4 separate regions of the Mus musculus genome follow, and regions 1, 3 and 4 are each linked to region 2. Evidence: chromatin contacts called from public ChIA-PET, HiChIP or PLAC-seq and promoter capture Hi-C data. All regions are on one chromosome and are shown on one strand. The core of a region is the stretch at or near the end of the contact, and the rest is flanking DNA. Distances in the headings are between cores, read along the strand shown. Region 1 holds the start of Fam169a (family with sequence similarity 169, member A). Region 2 holds the start of Hmgcr (3-hydroxy-3-methylglutaryl-Coenzyme A reductase). Region 3 has its middle 28 kb from the start of Gm41027. Region 4 has its middle 8.8 kb from the start of Gm41028.

Evidence for each region. Promoter capture Hi-C pulls out the DNA fragments that hold promoters and counts their contacts. ChIA-PET counts read pairs in DNA pulled down with a chosen protein or histone mark. HiChIP or PLAC-seq counts read pairs in DNA pulled down with a chosen protein or histone mark.
Region 1: a promoter capture Hi-C map of embryonic stem cells shows a contact between it and region 2, with 4 times the contacts expected there. The contact joins the promoter of Fam169a here to the promoter of Hmgcr in region 2. A contact is called at or near these places in 5 of 39 promoter capture datasets (the 3T3-L1 cell line, cranial neural crest, embryonic stem cells and 2 more), 5 of 484 Hi-C or Micro-C datasets (the N1E-115 cell line, cerebral cortex, embryonic stem cells and 1 more), 20 of 115 datasets of contacts at active chromatin or transcription factors (acute myeloid leukemia, astrocytes, bone marrow-derived dendritic cells and 12 more) and 2 of 9 other capture datasets (embryonic stem cells and pancreatic islet).
Region 3: a contact with region 2 is called in an RNA polymerase II ChIA-PET map of effector CD8 T cells, with 17 read pairs. The contact joins the enhancer-like site here to the promoter of Hmgcr in region 2. A contact is called at or near these places in 1 of 484 Hi-C or Micro-C datasets (liver) and 6 of 115 datasets of contacts at active chromatin or transcription factors (bone marrow-derived dendritic cells, effector CD8 T cells, embryonic stem cells and 3 more).
Region 4: an H3K4me3 HiChIP or PLAC-seq map of forebrain shows a contact between it and region 2, with 5 times the contacts expected there. The contact joins the enhancer-like site here to the promoter of Hmgcr in region 2. A contact is called at or near these places in 3 of 39 promoter capture datasets (embryonic stem cells, hippocampal neurons and neural stem cells), 10 of 484 Hi-C or Micro-C datasets (cerebral cortex, cortical neurons, embryonic stem cells and 3 more), 14 of 115 datasets of contacts at active chromatin or transcription factors (astrocytes, bone marrow-derived dendritic cells, embryonic forebrain and 6 more) and 2 of 9 other capture datasets (embryonic stem cells and pancreatic islet).

What each region holds. Positions count from the first base shown.
Region 1 is chr13:97,068,101-97,072,923 of GRCm38.p6, reverse strand. It overlaps Fam169a (family with sequence similarity 169, member A), which reads right to left and starts at 1,281. Exons shown (of 13, transcript NM_001100458.1): 1 at 1,213-1,281.
Region 2 is chr13:96,668,037-96,672,764 of GRCm38.p6, reverse strand. It overlaps Hmgcr (3-hydroxy-3-methylglutaryl-Coenzyme A reductase), which reads left to right and starts at 1,829. Exons shown (of 20, transcript NM_008255.2): 1 at 1,829-1,954.
Region 3 is chr13:96,953,417-96,957,903 of GRCm38.p6, reverse strand. No RefSeq gene overlaps it. Among named protein-coding and RNA genes, the nearest start is that of Gm41027, 28 kb to the left of the region's middle. Within about 2 kb of position 1,258, at least 34 of the 459 cell types and tissues checked have an H3K27ac peak or open chromatin away from gene starts, as enhancers often do. A contact at or near this core is called in effector CD8 T cells, where this site is marked.
Region 4 is chr13:97,005,350-97,009,655 of GRCm38.p6, reverse strand. No RefSeq gene overlaps it. Among named protein-coding and RNA genes, the nearest start is that of Gm41028, 8.8 kb to the left of the region's middle. Within about 2 kb of position 2,070, at least 158 of the 459 cell types and tissues checked have an H3K27ac peak or open chromatin away from gene starts, as enhancers often do. A contact at or near this core is called in cerebral cortex, cortical neurons, forebrain and 8 more, where this site is marked.

The sequences.
Region 1 (4,823 bases), core at 32-2,531, 400 kb before region 2:
CCAACCCGATCCTCCTCATAAATTTTAAAGATGAATCCACTATGACAGCCCCTCGATTTCTATGCATGACTGCCATCATTTGTACTGAAGTTTTATTACTAGTGAACTCCCCTCAGGTTCCTTTCACCACGTCCTCTATTCTAAAGAAGCAACGATTAAAAGTAAGTAAATAAATACTTGAGCCAAATCTATTTCATACTAACTATTAATAATCCTTGTAATTACTTCATAGAACAAGACATGGTTTGAACAGATGTACCTATACATACGTCCTACAATGTGCTTTTATGAAAATAAATAAATAAAATTTAAAGCACAACAAATCCAGAGCCATTAGAAGATTTTCCTCCAGGGCTCACATGTGTGTATTATGCAACAACCAGCGATCCAGATGTTAATCCCTGCTGTGATGCAATGATAAAATACCCAAGGCATGGAGCCCATTTACAAAACAAATTTAAACAAGAATTACTATATACTCAAGAATCTTGGAATGAGCCATTCACAGTTCTGAGAGAATTACATTTAAACTCTTCCTTTGGGTGATCTTTTAGCTGCGTGTCTCCCAATTCCCTCCCAATTCCCTACAAAATCCTCGTAACCGCGGTTTAATTTGGGTTTTTAAAAGGACCGACTGAAGGGGAAAGGGAGACCGGCATCAGGTGGTTACGTTAGAGTCTACTTTTGATAAGATAGCCGCGTAAATTCCCAGAAGGGATTCATCTATTCCGTCATTCTTGCCCATGCACAATAATCGTAGTAAAATACGACCCAGATCCCGGAGCCACTAGCCACCCCGGACTCGCTCCATCCTCCCATCTCCGGTGGCACAGGCCTCTCTCTCTCTCCAAGCTCTGCGTGATGGGCGGCTGAGAACCCTGGGACGGAACAGCAGTGACCCGAATTCTAAGAGAAGCGAGGACTCCATACAATACCTAGTCCGGGTCGGGCGAGCAAGCCGAGAGGGAGGTGCTGCGCGGCCGAGCCCGAGCCCCACCCCCACGCCGCGCGGGTCCCGCTACCCGGAGGATCCCAGGTGGGGACACGGGAGGGGGCGGCTCGGCAGCCGCCGTCCCCGCCGCGACCCCGGGAGGGCGAGCGCGACATTCCCTCACACAAAATGGAGGCCGGCGCACCTGGGGTCGCCGCCACCCGAGGAAGCCCGCGGCCGCCCCGCGGCTCGGCCTCGCACGCCACGCGCCGCGCACTCACCTCAGCCGCGCCGCGGGGGCCCGAAGGCGGAGCGCGAATGACCGAGCGGCCGCTCCCCGCCGCCGCCGTTGCCGCCGCCGACCCCGGCACGCGCGGCTCGTCCGCAGCCCACCGTCCCTCCGCCGGCGTGACGCACTAGCGCCGCGGCGCGCCCACCGCGAATCCCCCCGCCCCGCCGGCCGGCCGGCCTCGTGCGCCGCGGCGCCTCCTCGCCGGGAGCCGCCCCGCCTCGGGGCCGCGGCCGCCCGCTCGCCCGCAGGTGCGCGCTGCCCGCTCGCTCGCCCGTCGCCGCCCGCAGCACGCCCGCTCGGTCGGGCCGTATTAAAGAGTGACCTTGGCTTAGCCGGGAATAGAAGCGAGTAAGCCGCGGGGGCCTCGCGCTGAGCGAGCCGGCTCCTTTAAGGTCGACCTGCGCGGCATCCCCGCCTCGGGCCTCTGGAAAAATCGCCCGGGTGGGTGCGGCCTCCGGACCTCCCGGTGGGGAAGGAGATGATGCTCTGCAAACCTGGGGACGCCGGCTTCCCACCCCACCCCACCCCACCCGACCCCGGACACCACCAGACCCCACTGCCCCCCAGGAGCGCGCCGGAGAAAAGAATTTGCACAAGCCCCACAGCCCAGATTATGCCTTGAGATAAGGAACCATCGCGGCCCTGCGCTGACCTTTCCTACGTGACAAGCTAATCTGACCCCGGAGAGCCTGCGCCATCCTCTCCTCCCCCTTCCCTCACTTCATCCCTTACGGGATCCAGGGCCTTTTGCTAAGTACTCGAGAAAAATAAGTTCACTGGCATTTAAAGGATGATAATTCTTTTTTCTTTAAATAATATATGCGGTAGTAGAAATATAGATGCACAGCAATAATTTTGGATTTTAAGACTTTTTTTTTTGCCCTTAAATTCTGAGAAATTCATCTAATAGCAATGGCATTATGGTTCAGTTATTCAGAAAAGCTTAAAATTACTCCTATTCCTGGGAAGTATTACTAATCACAACACTGACCTTTTAAAGATTCACTAATTGGTAACTTCAAAGAATGCTTTTTCATATAGATCTATTTAAGCCCCCCCTTTTTTTTTTTAAATATAAAGGCTTTTTCTTTTTTACCTCCAGTTGCACACAATCAACCTTACATCTGTTGTGTTTATTTACAATAAATTATTACTAGAAATCTTGAGTTATATACATTTACTATTTTTAGTGGAATTTAACAATGAATTAATATCCAAGCAAGAATTTTGAATAGTTGGATTCCAACCATAGCTAATCATGAATGAGTAAAGTTATATAATTCCTGGATTATCATTTCTAGATCTGTTTGCAAGTAGGAGCCCCCAGGATAATCCCAGTGGCCACTTTGTAAAATTACTTTTGTTTTTCCGGCTCTGGCATCCCCCCCCCCAGGTGCTGCAGTAAAGACTTATTATTATAAACCTAGCCAGAGTGTGGCTGGGCTTTAAATTATTTTATCAATCAGTGGGAACCTGTGCCTGGAACACCTAGCTCCCCAAAGCCTGCTCACTGAGATAGAAATCAAAAGAACTACTCCTCTAGGCCCAAAAAGTGACCACCTGCACACAGTTAAACCTGCCTTCCTTCACGTGGCTGGCATTCTATCTGCCCAGACCGGAAGTGCTAACTTTCACACGTCTGGATGACCTAAGCTATCTTAAGTTAGGAAACCCTCCATGCACTGGGCTTTGATGGTTGCTGATAAACGTGGCCCAAAATCGAACCCTTCAGGTTCCCTGGGGAAGAATTCCTAACGGGTAAAATGACAACCGGTGTTTCTGTCTGCCAAGAGCTGCCCTATGCTCTGCTATTCTTTGTGGAGATTAACTTATCACAATCATCTCTCCAGTGCATACTAACGGGATTCCCAATTTACATAATGGGAAACCGAGGCATATAGATAAGCTGAGTAATTTACTCATTGTGACACAGTTAATGACCCTGGCCTTTGATTCAAAAAGCAAGCGACCTTAAGAAAAACTCTACACTATCTTCCTCTGGTTGAATTTTAACACATTCCTTATATCTTCCTGTTTGAACAAATTTCTCATTTAGGAGCAAAGGAAAAAAAATGAAACCTTCAGTTAGAAAACTTGTACTGTTCCCCTGGAGCTGGAGAGATGGCTCAGCAGTTATTAAAAACTTGGTGCTCTTGCAGAGAACCTGGGTTCAATTCCCAACACCACATGGTATCTCGCATACTGTTCCAAGAATCCAACAACCTCTCTGACTTGTGGAGCATCCACCCGAGAAGACGGCTCAGACACAGGTTTAAGCTAAAAGAAAGTCTTTGTTATCCATCTGGGTGTTCAGGATCCCAGTAAGGCACCAAGCCTTTCTCAGGGTGAACTTTTAAGTACAAAACTAAGTTGACATACTTCAGTTAACAAGAACAGTTAGCTAGAAATGGAACTACAGACGCCAAAAAAGCATAGTTAGTACATGTGAACTATGGTTTTTGAGGGATGGCAGATGAAATTGTCCATGTGCTGAGTTTTATGGCCTGAATATATTTCCATCATGGAGTCCATTGTGCTAAGATCTAGGGAACTACTAAGGTCTGGGGCCTGTTACACTGACCTTCACAGGCCACCAGGCATGCAAGTGGTGCACATACATATGTACGGATAAAACACTCATAAGATTTTCCAATAAAATTAATTTTTAAGAAAATGTTTAAGATTTCCTCTGTTGCAGAATCTATTAGTGTTTGAAAACCACATATTTCTTTTCTCATCTTTTTAGGGCTAATAGCTCTTCGAAGTATTTTGGATGGAGAGGAAGGCTCCAACCATGATAAGTCTTATTTGTATTTATTTCATGAATGGGGAAAAAAAACCCACTTTTTTTTTTTTTTTTTTTTTTTTTTTTTTTTCGAGACAGGGTTTCTCTGTGTAGCCCTGGCTGTCCTGGAACTCACTTCGTAGACCAGACTGGCCTCGAACTCTGAAATCCGCCTGCCTCTGCCTCCCCAGTGCTGGGATTAAAGGCGTGCGCCACCACGCCCGGCAAAACCCCACATTTCTTTTGAAAATATTCATCATCTTTGTCTGCTAAGGTGTTAAAAGTTAGACTTGAACCCTGTCTAGAAAAACCAAAAAAAAAAAAAAAAAAGTTAGATTTGAGTTTCATTTAACATGCTTTAATGTAGTCAAGTCACGGAGGGAAAGTTAACAGATAAGGAGCCTTAAAGCCTTTAAACAGGCCAGCCTGTTAAGTAGCTAACAGACAGTACAGACTTGAGTGAAGTAAGCCTCTCCTTCCTAAATGCTCCCACATCGCAGAACGCTCTCAGGATTAAACGCCACATTCTGAGTGGGTTTTCTTTGTGAACCACTACAGACACTTCCATGGTTTTGATTCCTGAGTCTATCTTTGAAACTGTGCACTGGGAGGAAAAAATAAGAAATAAAAAAGAACCTGAGAAACGGGAGCCACAACTAGTTTGAGAAGCCCAGACTCGCTCGTTTCTTCAGCTCTGACTTGGTTTAATGAGAGTTTAAGGATAAAAGCCCTCGGTTAAATGGAGTCTGGTACTGCCAACATTGCTAATAACTACAGATTTACCTCTGGAGTAGATACTACAATATCGATTAAGA
Region 2 (4,728 bases), core at 580-3,079:
GCTGTATTAGTAACAATTTTTACAATCTGTAATGTGAGACATTTAGCCTGTCAGACTTTTAGAGGCATGAAGAATATGACAGGGTTTCCAGGCTCTTGGACTTATCTATACCTTGTCTCCCCTACATCTTTCTTTACTTTTCTTTCTTGCCCTTTTTCCATTTCCTCCCCCCCCCGCACCCCCCCTCCTCCACCGCCCCGTTTAAGAAGTCTGTTCACTTCAATTGCTTTCACTTTGGTGGGTGCCACGTGTACTGTGTCTATTATTATACTTCCAGCTCTAACCACCACACCCTGGACATAAGAAACTTTTTGGAGTGTTTCGTAAAGATATGAACAAAGGCTCTATATTAAGCCAGTGGAAGGTAACTCTAGAAGCCCAGCTTTAGATGTGGAATGAAATCTTAGTTTTCCAATTGATTCAAGTTGTTTAGAGCATGTTCTTTGTGTGAAATGGGAGCAATCCCTATTTTATAACAACGATGAGACTCTAACCAGGTACTTTTTTAGTTTATGAAAAGTACTACTGAACATATAGTGTTTTAAGAGATGGCTCATCGGTTAAGAGCACTTCAGTTCTTCAGAGAATTCAGATTCAGTTTCCACTTACATGGCAGCTAACAACCATCTTACGTAACTCCAGTTCCAGAGGATCCCCCACCCTCTTCTTGCTATTCCTTGGGCACTGTTCTGTACATGTAGTGCACAGCAGCACACACACACACACACACACACACACACACACACACACAGAAACAGAGAGCGCACAAAAACAAAAGGAGTTATGTACCAATTGCTCTCTTTACGACATTTCCACATAAAACAGTAAGACAAGTCATAGACTATTACGGAAGTGCTATGGGCGTTCAGAAGAGAGATATGACATATGTTTGAGAGAATCAGGAAAGGAGGTGGCATATGAATGATCCTTGAGGTATAATTAGGATTTCAAAATTTAAAGTGGGTAGGTATATCCGGGCTAAACTAAGACCATGAGCAGGGGTGTCAAAAGCGATTCAGTACAATCGAAGGGTAAGTTACTCTAGGCTAACACAGGGATAGAGTTGTGTAGGTGAAATGGGGTTGGGCCATACTGGAGGCTGATTTAGGGGCAGGTGTATGGCATAAGAGGAAGATTACTGCAGCAGAAACGCCAGAAGCAGAAGGTGTAAGCACCCGAGAGTGGGAAGACCAGTTAGGAGAGGTTATTGCAAGTTTGAGTTAAGGGCTTGATAAAGGCCTTCAGCCAGCAGGAGAGCAGAGGGAATTCAGAGACGACACTGGAGAGGGACTCTTCAGCAAGAATCCAGTGTGCGACAGGTGACCTAGATAGCCGGAGCCATTAGCACTGATGGGTATGTCACAGGGGGTTTGGGCTGCAAGTCCCTGCCACATTTCGTTTTCTTTTTTAAATTCCTCTTTTTTTTTTTTTCAGAGCTCTACTACTTCCCCACAGATCTCTCTACTAACTGGGCTTTTTCTTTTCAACCTTAACCCGCGTTCACGCTCCAACTCTAACACGGTGGCCTCCCGTGGTCTTCCCACGGGGGCAAGACCCTGCAGGTCAAACTCTGAGTTCGGGGTACTCCACCCGCGGCATCCCCTGTTCCCCGCGCGGGCGGCGTCCTTGCAGGCGCCCCTCGGCTCGGAGACCAATAGGAAGGCCGCGATGCTGGGACCCGACCCGTCATTGGTTGGCTCTGCCGTGGTGAGAGATGGTGCGGTGCCCGTTCTCCGCCCGGGTGCGAGCAGTGGGCGGTTGTTAGGGAGACCGTTCGTGACGTAGGCCGTCAGGCTGAGCAGCCGCCCGACGATTGGCTAGGGGATCGGACGATCCTTCCTTATTGGCGGCCCGCTGGCGGCCTGGAGCGTGCGTAAGCGCAGTTCCTTCCGCCCGGGGCTCCGTTGGCTGGAGACGGCAGCTGGGCCGGCTTGGCCTCCATTGAGATCCGGAGGTGAGCTGGCGGACGCTGGGGACCGGCGGGACAGCGGGTCTCGCGCTCCGCCTGGGCTCACGAGGCGGCTGCGAACCGAGGGGACCGCGAGGACACGTCCTTGAGGCCCGGCGGCAGGGCGGCGGCCAGGGAACCCGTGGGCCGGGTGGGCCTGAGGGCCAGTGCAGCGACGGGGCGTCCGTGGGTTCAGTCCGGAGGGCGCTGTGCTGACCCGGCGGTCACGGTCATCCGTGTACGAGTGCCTGGCAGAGGGGACAGCGGGAGCCCTAGAGAACAAGGGTTCACGCCCAGGCGCTGCCTTGCGGCAGGACCCGTCTTTAAAGTGATGGAGATGTAGGCTGCAAATTGACCCGATCCGCGTGGGTACGGCAGGTTGTGCTCTTCCTAGTGGGCCCGGAGGAGGATGCGAGGTCTGTACAGGCACAGCTAGCCCTCCGAAGTCGGTCTCTCGACCTTTATGTTATAGTCTTTCTCCTAAGGGGCGTAGTCTCATTGATACTGATGTCAATTTACCTTATGCACCTATTGGAATTATTTGGTTTGAATGAAGAAAATGGCCTTAGAGGTTCGCAAGTAAAACAGTAGACTTCTGAGGTTGGGCGAAGTTAATAGTCTTTCATCGAAAGCGGACAGATGGAAATCTTTCCTCTCTTGAGGTTGTATCTTTTCGGGCTAAGGCCTGTAAAGGCACAGGAAACGTCTGTTACTGGCTCTTTACTTACAAAGTCGTTGTGTACAATTAAAGCATCACACGAAGTAGGGAATACATTTTGTTTGGTTACTTGTGATTTATTTGTATTTTATTTATCGTAGGGCAAAAGTCTTGGATCTACATTGGGCTGCGTTTTGTGGGCTTACTTGGTCGTAGTGCCTTTCTAGAACTTGACCAGGCAAGATAAAGGGTGTGCTTGCTCACACTGCTATATTTTTGTCTAATTTGTAGACTGTGAGCTATATTCTGGGATCAGTTTCTGAATCCTTAAATCTATCTTGAAATTGTGCTTTTTTTTTTTTTTTTAAGTTCTTAAAATAGTAGTTCTTTATGGTTCCACTTAATACTTTGGTCAGAGAACTTGACCATGAAGAGGAGATGGACTTAGAAACTGGTAATGTATGGTAAAGTTGGGTACAGAACTTGTTTTCTGTGCAAGGTGATGATGGCCCCCTTTGATGGATGGGTAGGTTAAGAATGCTGAGTGTTCATCCTGTTGGGATTAGACGTGGCTACAGTGTAGGATTAGGGGGTCTTACCCTCAAAGGGACAACCTGCACATATCAGTGTAGATATTTTCTAATCAAAGAGTGGGTTGTGTACTACCGGAAGAATGAATGGACTGGAAGAATCTCAGAGAAGCCTGTCTCTTGGCAGTGGTTGGTGGTTCTATTCCTAGATAGAATTAGAATTTAAGTCTGGTGAGTTTAAATTTTCAGCCATTTGAGGAGTCTGTGAAATGTTTGCTGTATACTGTATTTGGATAAGTAGGCAAGTTCTTTTATTGCAGCGCAGCAGAAAAGGGACCTTCCGAGCTTTCATAAACTGCTACACCGGTGTCACTTTGCCTAGTCACAGAGAAATGGGAGGTGCTCCTGAGAGACAAGTTTATAATTACGGTTACTTTTGACATACCTTTGTAACACTGCTCAGTTTGTAGTTCCAGGTAGGTGTGGTTCTCTGTGCTTGGTTGGATTGTGGAACAGGATTTTGTGTAATTTTTTCCCCTCAGATTATTTAATAATAATAAAAAAAGACAATGTACGTGCAGGGAAGAGTGGCAAGATTGCCAGGCCCCGGGAACCGAGCAGGGTGGGAGGTCTGGTGTGCCTGGGGTAGTGTGGGTATGGGGTTACTAGTTGGTCATCACATTGGGGCTCCTCATGATAGCAATTTACATTTTTCTCAGCGGAATCACTTTTAATAGTGATGAATAAAATTGACTCGTTAAGGAAGACTATTGAAGCTTTGTGGTGAAGGGTGGAGGACTGGAAGTGCTTTAGATTTACATTTGAAACTAATTTACCTTCTGAAACCTTGAAGCCAGTCTTTTCCAACAGTTTGCTTTAGTTTCTGATTTTAAGAGATTCTGTGAGAGAGGCCAGTGGACATGTGGTTTCTCATGAGAATCCTAGACAGGTTTAAAGTGTTTGTTCTTTAAACCCAGGCCCTCCATAAAAGTACTGTGTGGTTGTCCTTTCTTGGGTATTTGTGTACATTAGTGCAAGATGCCGGAGAGGAAAGTGGTAAAACTCATTATGCAGTACTGAAAAAAAGATAAATACTGATGCCTTCCACATCTTATGCCATACTAGTTGTTCTTTCCAAAATTAAGACCCACAGGAAGAAATATAGTGAGAATGTTGTGAATGATTTCATGACGCATGAGTTTACATGGTACTTACCCGTGTTCCCTGCCTTACCTGTCAACTACTTTTATGTTGCTTTCTATTTTTTAGTTAATTAAAACTGTTATCAGCAACATTGATTTTTATGATTGAATTAATGTGTTGCTCTGACTATCTTGAAAACCAGTTATATTGGCGTGTAGCCTGGTATATTGAAATATAGAGGAAAAATGGAATGTTGGAATCAGAGATGATGTTGGCTAATTGGCTTCATTCTTAAAAGCCAAGCCCCCACCCTTCTTACCCCCCACCCTCGCCCTAGCTACCACCCTTCTTACCTCCCACCCTTGCCCCAGCTCCCACCGTTCTTACCCCCACCCTCGCCCCAGTACTTTTTTGCCTCCTTTAATTTGGTGGTGGTGGTCCCTTTTTTT
Region 3 (4,487 bases), core at 9-2,508, 290 kb before region 2:
ACTTAGCAAAATTCTGTCTCTCCCCCAACCCCCACAGAAAAACTGTTAAGGCCGACAGGGGAAATGACCTTGGGAAATGACCTTGGGGTTGGTTGCCTAGTGCCTGGCCGTAGGTAGCTTAGTGTAGGGAGAATATTAGGTTAGACAGGATGGTTTATGATATGTGTGCTAGCTAGCTTTTCATTACTATAATAAAATGTCATGATACATATATATTAATATAGCCTATAGTATGTGTTATATAATTACTATAACATAAAATAAAATAAAATAAAATAACCAACTCATAAAGAGAGGAGGGCTTCCGTTTAAGAGGTTCCCAATCCATTATCCAATAGACTTGCTGTTTCTGGGCCTGTGGTGAGGCGAGAAATCACGGTGGGGAGCTTGTGTTAGGTCAAAGCTGCTCATCTAGTGGACAGAGAGTGAGCACAGAGAGACCAGGGAGGGATTAGCATCCCAGTGCCCCCTAGGAGAGCAGGTTTCCAATGAGCAAGGACATTGATTCCCCACTACGTCTGGAGACTGCTTTTTTCTTCTGTTTTCTTTTGTATAGGGGACTGAACACAGGGCATACTAAGCGTGCTACATAGCACTAGGGAATCTGGTTTCTAGGGAAATTGGAAACTGTTTTGGCCATTATGTTGGCCCTGTGATGGTAGATGGCTAATGGACAAATATAGACTCTATGGGTATGCAGAACATCTAGAGTAGTGCAGATTATATTACAATTCCCACTGAGTAAGACTGGATATACGAGGGAGAGGTAGGCTTGTCTGGTCACTGCTGACCAAGTCACGGGTTCAAGGACTAGCTTGGTGCTCACATTGTGACCCCCATCTCTTGTGTAGCCTCCCCCAGCCTTGAGCAGGCTGGCTCAGACCTGTTTTGCCACTGTGAATGAGACCACCTAGGGTGGAGTCTTCTGACCTAGTGAGGTCTAATGTTCTGCCACCTGTGCTCTTCTCCAAGACGCTGCTACCTCTGAGAGGCTGAACCTGTCTTCCTGAGATATTCCTGAGATAGCTGGCAACATGTCCATTGGTGACCCAGTGCTAACAACTTGGCAACAAAGCATCAAGAAGCCTGGCATGGCGGGGATGGGCTTTCCCCCTTTATAAGCTCAGACTCTTAGTAAACATTGGGCCTTGATCAGAATCTGTCTTGGTCTCATTTTTTTCTCTTGCCATTTCCTCCCATACAGCTCCGGGCTCCTACGCAGGAAACCAGTTTGTGTGGCTGCGGGCGGCTACACCCTTGATGTGGTTTTAGTCAAGGTTCCCACCTGCTTTCTGCCTTCTGCTCATGACAAATTATACACCTTACTATGTTTTCTCAATTGAATCTGTTGCTCAACATGTTATACTTTCTACTGGGTTTTGTTACTGTTCCAAAAGACGTAACATAAGTTCTAAGAAAAGGCATTCTGGAAAAAGACCCTTGTTGGCCAAAATGTCAAAGAGAGCCTATTCATTTCCCTTTGTTACTAAACTTTAATTTACTAGAAAGAGGTCTCACGAGACCCATGAGTCACGCAGACGAGCAAGTTAAGGGTTATTCTGTGACTCTACAAATGCTTTTACAATTCGTATTTATTTTGTGTGCACATGTATGTATGTGTGTGTAGGGTCAGAGCACAGCTTTCAGGAGTTGGTTCTATCTTCCCAACACGTGGGCACTGGGGATCCATTTCTAGGCATCAGACCCATCAGCAGTTGCTTTTATCCATGAGACAGCTGGCTCCTGGCACATCACTTTAAATCATTGCCTTCCTCCTGACCCCAGCCTTACATTTGTCTTATAATGTAAGACATAATTAAACCTTAAAGGTGTCCATAGTGTTTTACAACTTCACAGTTTAAAAGACCAAAATCTATGCCTCATCTTAGGTCAAGGCAATCTCTTAACTGTAAGCTCCTGTAAAGTAAAAAACAAGTCGCATGCACACAATGGCACAGAATAATCATTCCTATTCAGCAACAGAATAATTAGGGCATAGCAAGGATGATCAGACCAAATGTCCCATCTACTTTTCTATTGCTCTGATGAAACACCATGACCAAGGCAACTTATAAAAGACAGTGTCATGGTGTCATGACAATGTTTTGTGAGGCAATGCCACAACCTAGACCATAAAGACATATCTGGATTTATAGAACAGTTTTCATTACTATGCATAAAAATAAAATGTAAATGTTTTTATTTGTAACATTCATAAAAACCCATTACTGTACTTCAGAGAGTTATACTACCTAGCACACAGGAGTTACGTACATGGGCCGGCTTGTTACCAAAAATGTCTGTGTATTAGTGTTTTGATGTAAAAGTTTGTACTTGTGTAGGGAGTCATTGGGTGAAACCAGGAAAGGACCCAAATATCACAGCAAGTGGGCATGGGTCATGTGAAATGGTCCAAGGTCCAAGTGCCAACTCCAGGAGAGGAGGAGGGTCGTGGGAGCCTGGGAAGCTGGAGAGAATTCAAGGAGCCCAGGCAGATGAGATGTTATCCATGCTGCGTCGAAGCCATCACACAGAGTGAGAGGCAGGCAGATGCAGGAAAGTACCCAAACACAAGCCAGAAAGAAGACTTGAGCTGCATGGATCCAGACACACACAGGCCTACAGAAAGAAGTACATACACAGACAGGCTGGAAAAGCTGAAGGCCAAGGGCCCTAGGTCTCAGAAAATTATTCATTACTTAGGTACAGTGTACATGAATATATGTATGACATCCACTGTCAGCCATTTGGTACTGACACATAGTCTCCTGGATGTTCAGAGTTAGTCATGTTGGTCCATGCTGATACCCATCTCAGCACCATATTGTCTAAACATAAACTGGCCTTTACTGCCCTCTGTTCCCTAGGAGGTGACACCTCTTGCTTGGTTCTCTTGACATTTCTTCCCCTATTTTGAATTTAGGGTTCTATACATTACATTGCTTTCTTTTTCACTGTTTCTATGGCAAGATGATATCACATACTCACGTGAGCTCAGGGCTAAGGGCTGGCTAGTATGGACAGGAGCAGTTGGCTACTGTTCATTCAAAAATAAAACCTTCCTTTGAAGAGGTCAATCCAATGGAATCTAAGATGAAGGAAGCTACAGTAACCAGCAGAAGGGCAGTGTGTAGCATCCGCATCGGCCACCAGGACCGCTGCTACCGTTCTCATTTACGTAAATGTCACGTGGCACGTGTGGATGTGGAAATCAGATCATGTTCTGAGTTTTTATCTTGACCCAGAGAAGATTCTCTGTCTGGAATTCAGACAGAGAGTTTGGTGCCTTATCCCAGGACACCCTTGTTCAAGGTGGCTCTTGCTACCGACCCCAATGGCCGTGGGACTCTGTTTCAAAAACCTTCTTGGTTTCTGCTAGATGATCGGCACTTCACTACATTTTTCAATAAAAGGTTCCAATTACACTGGCTGTGAATGTTTGCTTCACAGGAGAGGCAGCTTCCTGGGTTAAGACATTCTTCATAAGACATCTGGAAGATGCTCGGTTTGGCTTTTGTTTTTCACCACCCTCACAGCAAGAATGTCAAAGGACAGCCTGCAGCCAACTCTTAAGACACTCGCTCATCGTAGCTATTTGCATTGTCTTTTGTCCGTCCAGGCTGGCTAAGCTGCAAACTGTGACTCAAAATCAAGTCACTCCAACAAGCCTTTACTCCTGAGCCCCCGCCCCCAAGTCCTGTATGGTGGTCTACAGGTTTGCAGAGATGTGGCTTTTCATACCAATCCTTTCCCTGCTCGTGGTCTACTTCCCTCATTTAGACCATGATGAAGGTCAGCTCATTAAAGGCAAGTGGTGACGTAACTCTCAAACGCTTTTATTGCACCCTGATGAGAGCCGGCAGCAGAAGTTCTCAGTGAAAATAATAGAGGATTTAAAAATATGATTATTGTTGTGCTAAGTATGCCAGTGTATGATATGGCTTAGCTTTGGAAAAAAAATCTCAGAACTGGGGCTGGAGATACAGCTTAGCCATAGAGCTTGTGAAACATGTACAAGGCCTAGGTTCATTCCCTGGGACCATCCTCCTCCTCTTCTGAAGACTGGGGAGTGAGTGCTTAGAACGTAAGTATGCACTTCAGATTGAGTGTGCACGTGCGCGCGCGCGCGCGCGCGCGCACACACACACACACACACACACACACACACACACACACACGGAAATTCACTGTGGGTTTGAGGAACAAAATAGTGACAAGATAGCCAGAACCTAAATGTGACACACTTTACCAGCAATGCCTGATTAAAAGTTCAGGGTGTGTACATTTCCATCAGGTAAAAGGACCACTTGACTTTAATTAAAATTGTGGAGTTTAAAGAGGTTGAAGACTTGAATAATTCCAGTGTCATCTTTCTACTCTGTCCTGCCATAAAACGTCCATGTACAGAGTTTTTATTTTTTTTACCTTGTGTTGTTGTTGTTGAGACAGGGTCTCACGTAGCCTGGGTTGGCCTTGAACTTGCCCTG
Region 4 (4,306 bases), core at 821-3,320, 340 kb before region 2:
GATGGATGACAGACGCGAGAAGAAACAGATGATCTGTATACACGTCGTCAGGGAGTCAGATCAGCAGCTTGGTTCGGAGAGGCTGAACTCTGTGGAAGGGAACTGATATATGCCAATCCTGGGCTTTGTCACCACATGTAGGAAAAATTACAAAGTAAATAAAAAATAAATAAAAGGAAGAACACGGGGCTAGAGAGATGGGTTAGTGGTTAAGAGCACTCACTGCTCTTCCAGAAGTCCTGAGTTCAATTCCTAGCAACCACATGGTGGCTCATGGGATCCAATGCCCTCTTCTGGTGTTCTTTGAAGACAGCTACAGTGTACTCACATACATAAAATAAATAATCTTTAAAAAAAAGTTGGAAGAACGCCACTGATTTTAAATATGGTGAAGAAAGTTTATTGTAGATAGCATAGACAGAGGCAAGGACTTCTGGGAGGGTTCAAAGCTGACAAGTTTCTGAGCAGGAACTTGTGAGGGAAGAGGGGAGAGGAGAGGAGAGGAGAGAGGAGAGAGGAGAGAGGAGAGAGGGGAGAGGAGAGAGGGGAGAGGGGAGAGGGGAGAGGGGAGAGGGGAGAGGGGAGAGAGAGCCAGGAGAGTAAAGGGTAGACAAAAGCCCTGGTAATCAAAATGGCTGCATTATATAGGGAAGCCCACCGAGGGGAAGGAAGGGCAGCCCAGCTTCTGAGCTGGAGAAGTTTACGGTAGGGGGTAGGGTTTGTCAGCCAGAAGGATCCTGTAACACGTAGGGACTGAAGGATGTTGCTGTGATGTGTTAAACAGGCACCTCAGTAAACAGTTTGTTCCAGTTGGAGACAAAGAAGGAGAGACACACAGCAAGGGACCCAAGTAGTCCGCGGGAGTGCAGGGAGATGACACGGCTCCCTTTCCCGGGATAACTCTGCGTTTAAGTGATTTTTTTCTTGGTTAAGGATGGTTCTTTTCCCCTAATTAAGAATTGCTCTGTTTAGACGGAGGAAGGCCCGCAGCTTTAGTGAAGCACGCCCAGACAGGCTTTCAGTTTATCTGATCAGCCTGGAATGGCCACGGGAGTGCGAGGTGAAACCTTACTGGGGAGAGAAAAAGCCTGCCAGATGCTTGTCTCAAGCTGCCAGGCCGTTGCTTCTGGTGCGGAGGGCGGTGGAAAGGCTGGAAATGTTCTGGTTTTTGTTTTTGTTTTTCTATTTGTGGCACTCGCCTCTATTTGCCTGTCAGGGATCTAATTCCTAGTCTCTCCAATACACGGGCAATTATTTTTTTTCTCACCTCTAGATGGAGCTAGCTAAAAGCAACTCGTCAGGATTATTCCTGGCTTAACACCTTCTAAATCTATGTTTTATCTTTGCTGCCTTGTTGCCTTCTGGGAAGAAGTCCTCCCCCCCCCCCACCCCCCCCCCCGCCTCCTTTCCACCTGCATTGCCGGATGATTGTTTTTCTGCAGCTCTTAAATCTGATCCCTTTCCCTCTGAGTCATGGCGATTGTCTTCTCCCCCTCTCTATGTCCCTTGCCCGTGCAATCTAAAAGTCCTGCCCCATCTCCTTGTCCAGCCATTGGCTGTATGGCAATTCTTTATTATCAATCGAAGCCAGCTGGGGGCAGCGATGCTCAGGTCTGGATGTGCGGCTTTTGGGAGCTGAAGTAAGATAAAGCATTAGAATCAGTTTCCAACACATGTGCATAAGAATGACATAATTTACTATATCTCATGTACCTTCTAATCTTTAGAAAGCATTTTTCTTTCTCCACGTATATGCATGTTTACATGTATGGGGAACATGTGGAGGTGTGCATGTAAGTGGATATGAGCGCATTATGGAAGCCAGAACTGTTTTCAGAATTTTCTCCCATCGTCCTTCCCCCTTATTCAATGGGACGGGGTCCTGTCGAATCCTGTTTCTCTGTGGGGGTGGGGGTGGGATGTGCTCCGATCACTATCAGAAGGCGGCGGTAAGTCCGAAGTGGAAAGTACACAGAGGTTCCCATCTCCTCTCTGGGAACCGTAGGGAGTGGGGAACAAGGGGTTCATTTAACTTTCCCTCCCAGGAGGACTGCGTGTCAGACAGGGAGGGGAAAGGCAGAGCCAGGAACTGGGCGGAACCTGATCGGAGTGAGTGTGGAGGGTGGAAAGTACCGAAGGGGCTGAAAGAGAAAAGCCTTCCTCGGGAGTTTTAGGTTCGGCTCTTTAAGATGAAAGCCTTCCCATGGCGATCCCTTTTTTCCCCCGGAGTCAGGGTTTCTCTGTGTAGTCCTGGCAGTCCTGGAACTCAGTCTGTAGACCAGACTGGAACTCAGAAGTCCGCCTGCCTCTGCCTCTCAAGTGCTGGGATTAAAGGCGTGCGCCGCCACGCCCGATTTCCCATGGCGATCCTAAAGAGAAGATGATCCTTGCTTGTTAATACTGGTTTATTTGACCGTGGATGTGAAGGCATACCCTTTATTCAGGGATAAAATACCTTCTGTGGGAAGGAATACCCAGGAAGGGGTAAGCTCACTGGCTGAATACTTGGGGGGGGGGGGGGCTATCTATCCTCATTGGCATGGAGAACTCCAGATGTTTATGTTACACGATCCAGCAGCGCCATGGTCCTCAGTGGGGTATCATGGTTCCAGTACAGACAGAGGTAGGCAGGGGATGGCTCCACTCCTGTTCTCAAAGGGTCTGAGTTCATTCAACCTTACCATTCTTATGCCTGTCTGGTCACAAGGTCCCACATGCCCTACAGGGTCTTTAACCAAACTCAGAGCTAATTGATTATGGCTACTAGCCTTGCTAACCAGCTTGCTTTGGGAGCCCTCTGTCACTTTAATGTCTATGGCTTTCTGGTAAATTGGAGTGTAGTTTTAGTTGTGAGCCTAGTCTTTAATAGCTGAGCCATCTCTCTAGCCCAAAATTGTTTTTTTTTCCCCCCGAGACAGGGTTTCTCTGTATAGCCTTGGCTGTCCTGGAACTCACTTTGTAGACCAGGCTGGCCACGACAAAATTGGAATTTTTATAAAGTGATAAATCTGAATAATTTCAAATTGCTCAGATTTTAATGTTTGCATTTCATAGAGTTTGCTTTGCATTTATAAAGAGATGTTCAAGCCTATCTGAAGAAAGGATGTCAGATGGATGTCTTCATGAGGAAGACTTCCGGCCTGCGTGCTGTGTAGACTCTGCATATTTACCCTGCTTGCTCCTGCAGTATTTTTTTTTTTTTTTGTAATTTCCCCCTTTCAAACAAATGCAGATGGGATGGTGAACATAAACAATCGCCCTCCAATCACACCCACCCAGCAGCTTCCCTACAGAGTGTCAGGCTATCCTCTAATTTAGGATTCCAGTGTGCTGACACCATTCATTGTTCTTTTACTTATAGCTCACACCACACACACACACACACACACACACACACACACACACAGATCACACCCCACGCACACATGTCACACACACTCCCCTCATATATCACACACACTCCTCCATACATCACACACCCCCACATATCACAAACATCACACACATCACACATATACACACAATATCCCACATACATCACACACACCTCTCTCTCTCACACACACACATACCCCACACATCTCTCTCTCTCACACACACCACACATATCACACACACACATACATACTCCCACACACACACACATACCCCACACACACATATCACACACACACCACACACACCTCACACGCACTCACATCACAAATCCTTTGATTTCAACCCCTTGGTTTTGATGTGAGTGAACCATATTGAGCCTTTGTTAGACACTCTAGTTTTTTCTGGGACAACGTCAATTGCTTCTCAGGGGTTTGCCTCTGAATTCTTTGCTGTTCACTGGAGCTCTTGGGGAAAGTGGGTTAACTTTTATTGAGTCGTAAAGTGTGGTTTAAGTAGATGAGACACATTAAAAATCAAGGCAGGTATAGAGATATATGTGCCCTGAGGTGACTTCTTCCCTTGCCTGACCATAAAGTTCCCTGTCCTATGTCACAATTGTATTAGTTTTAAAAAAAATATATCCTTCCTGTGTGTCTTTATATAAACACAAGAGAGCTGTCTCTACCCTTCACAGAGCTAAGTTTGACGTTGCTTAGCTGTTTTGTTACTTATATTCGGTGCTTGCTTTTGAAATCAAAAGTATCAATGGATACTTTTTATCTTTTTATAACTCTGAGATTTTACAAGGCACAATTCAATCCGAGGTAGAGATCTTATTGATAATTGCAGAGACATTTGCTAGTTCATAATTATCCAACTAGATTAGCTCCATGCGTTTTTTTTAGTGGGTGGTGCAGTGAAGGCCAGA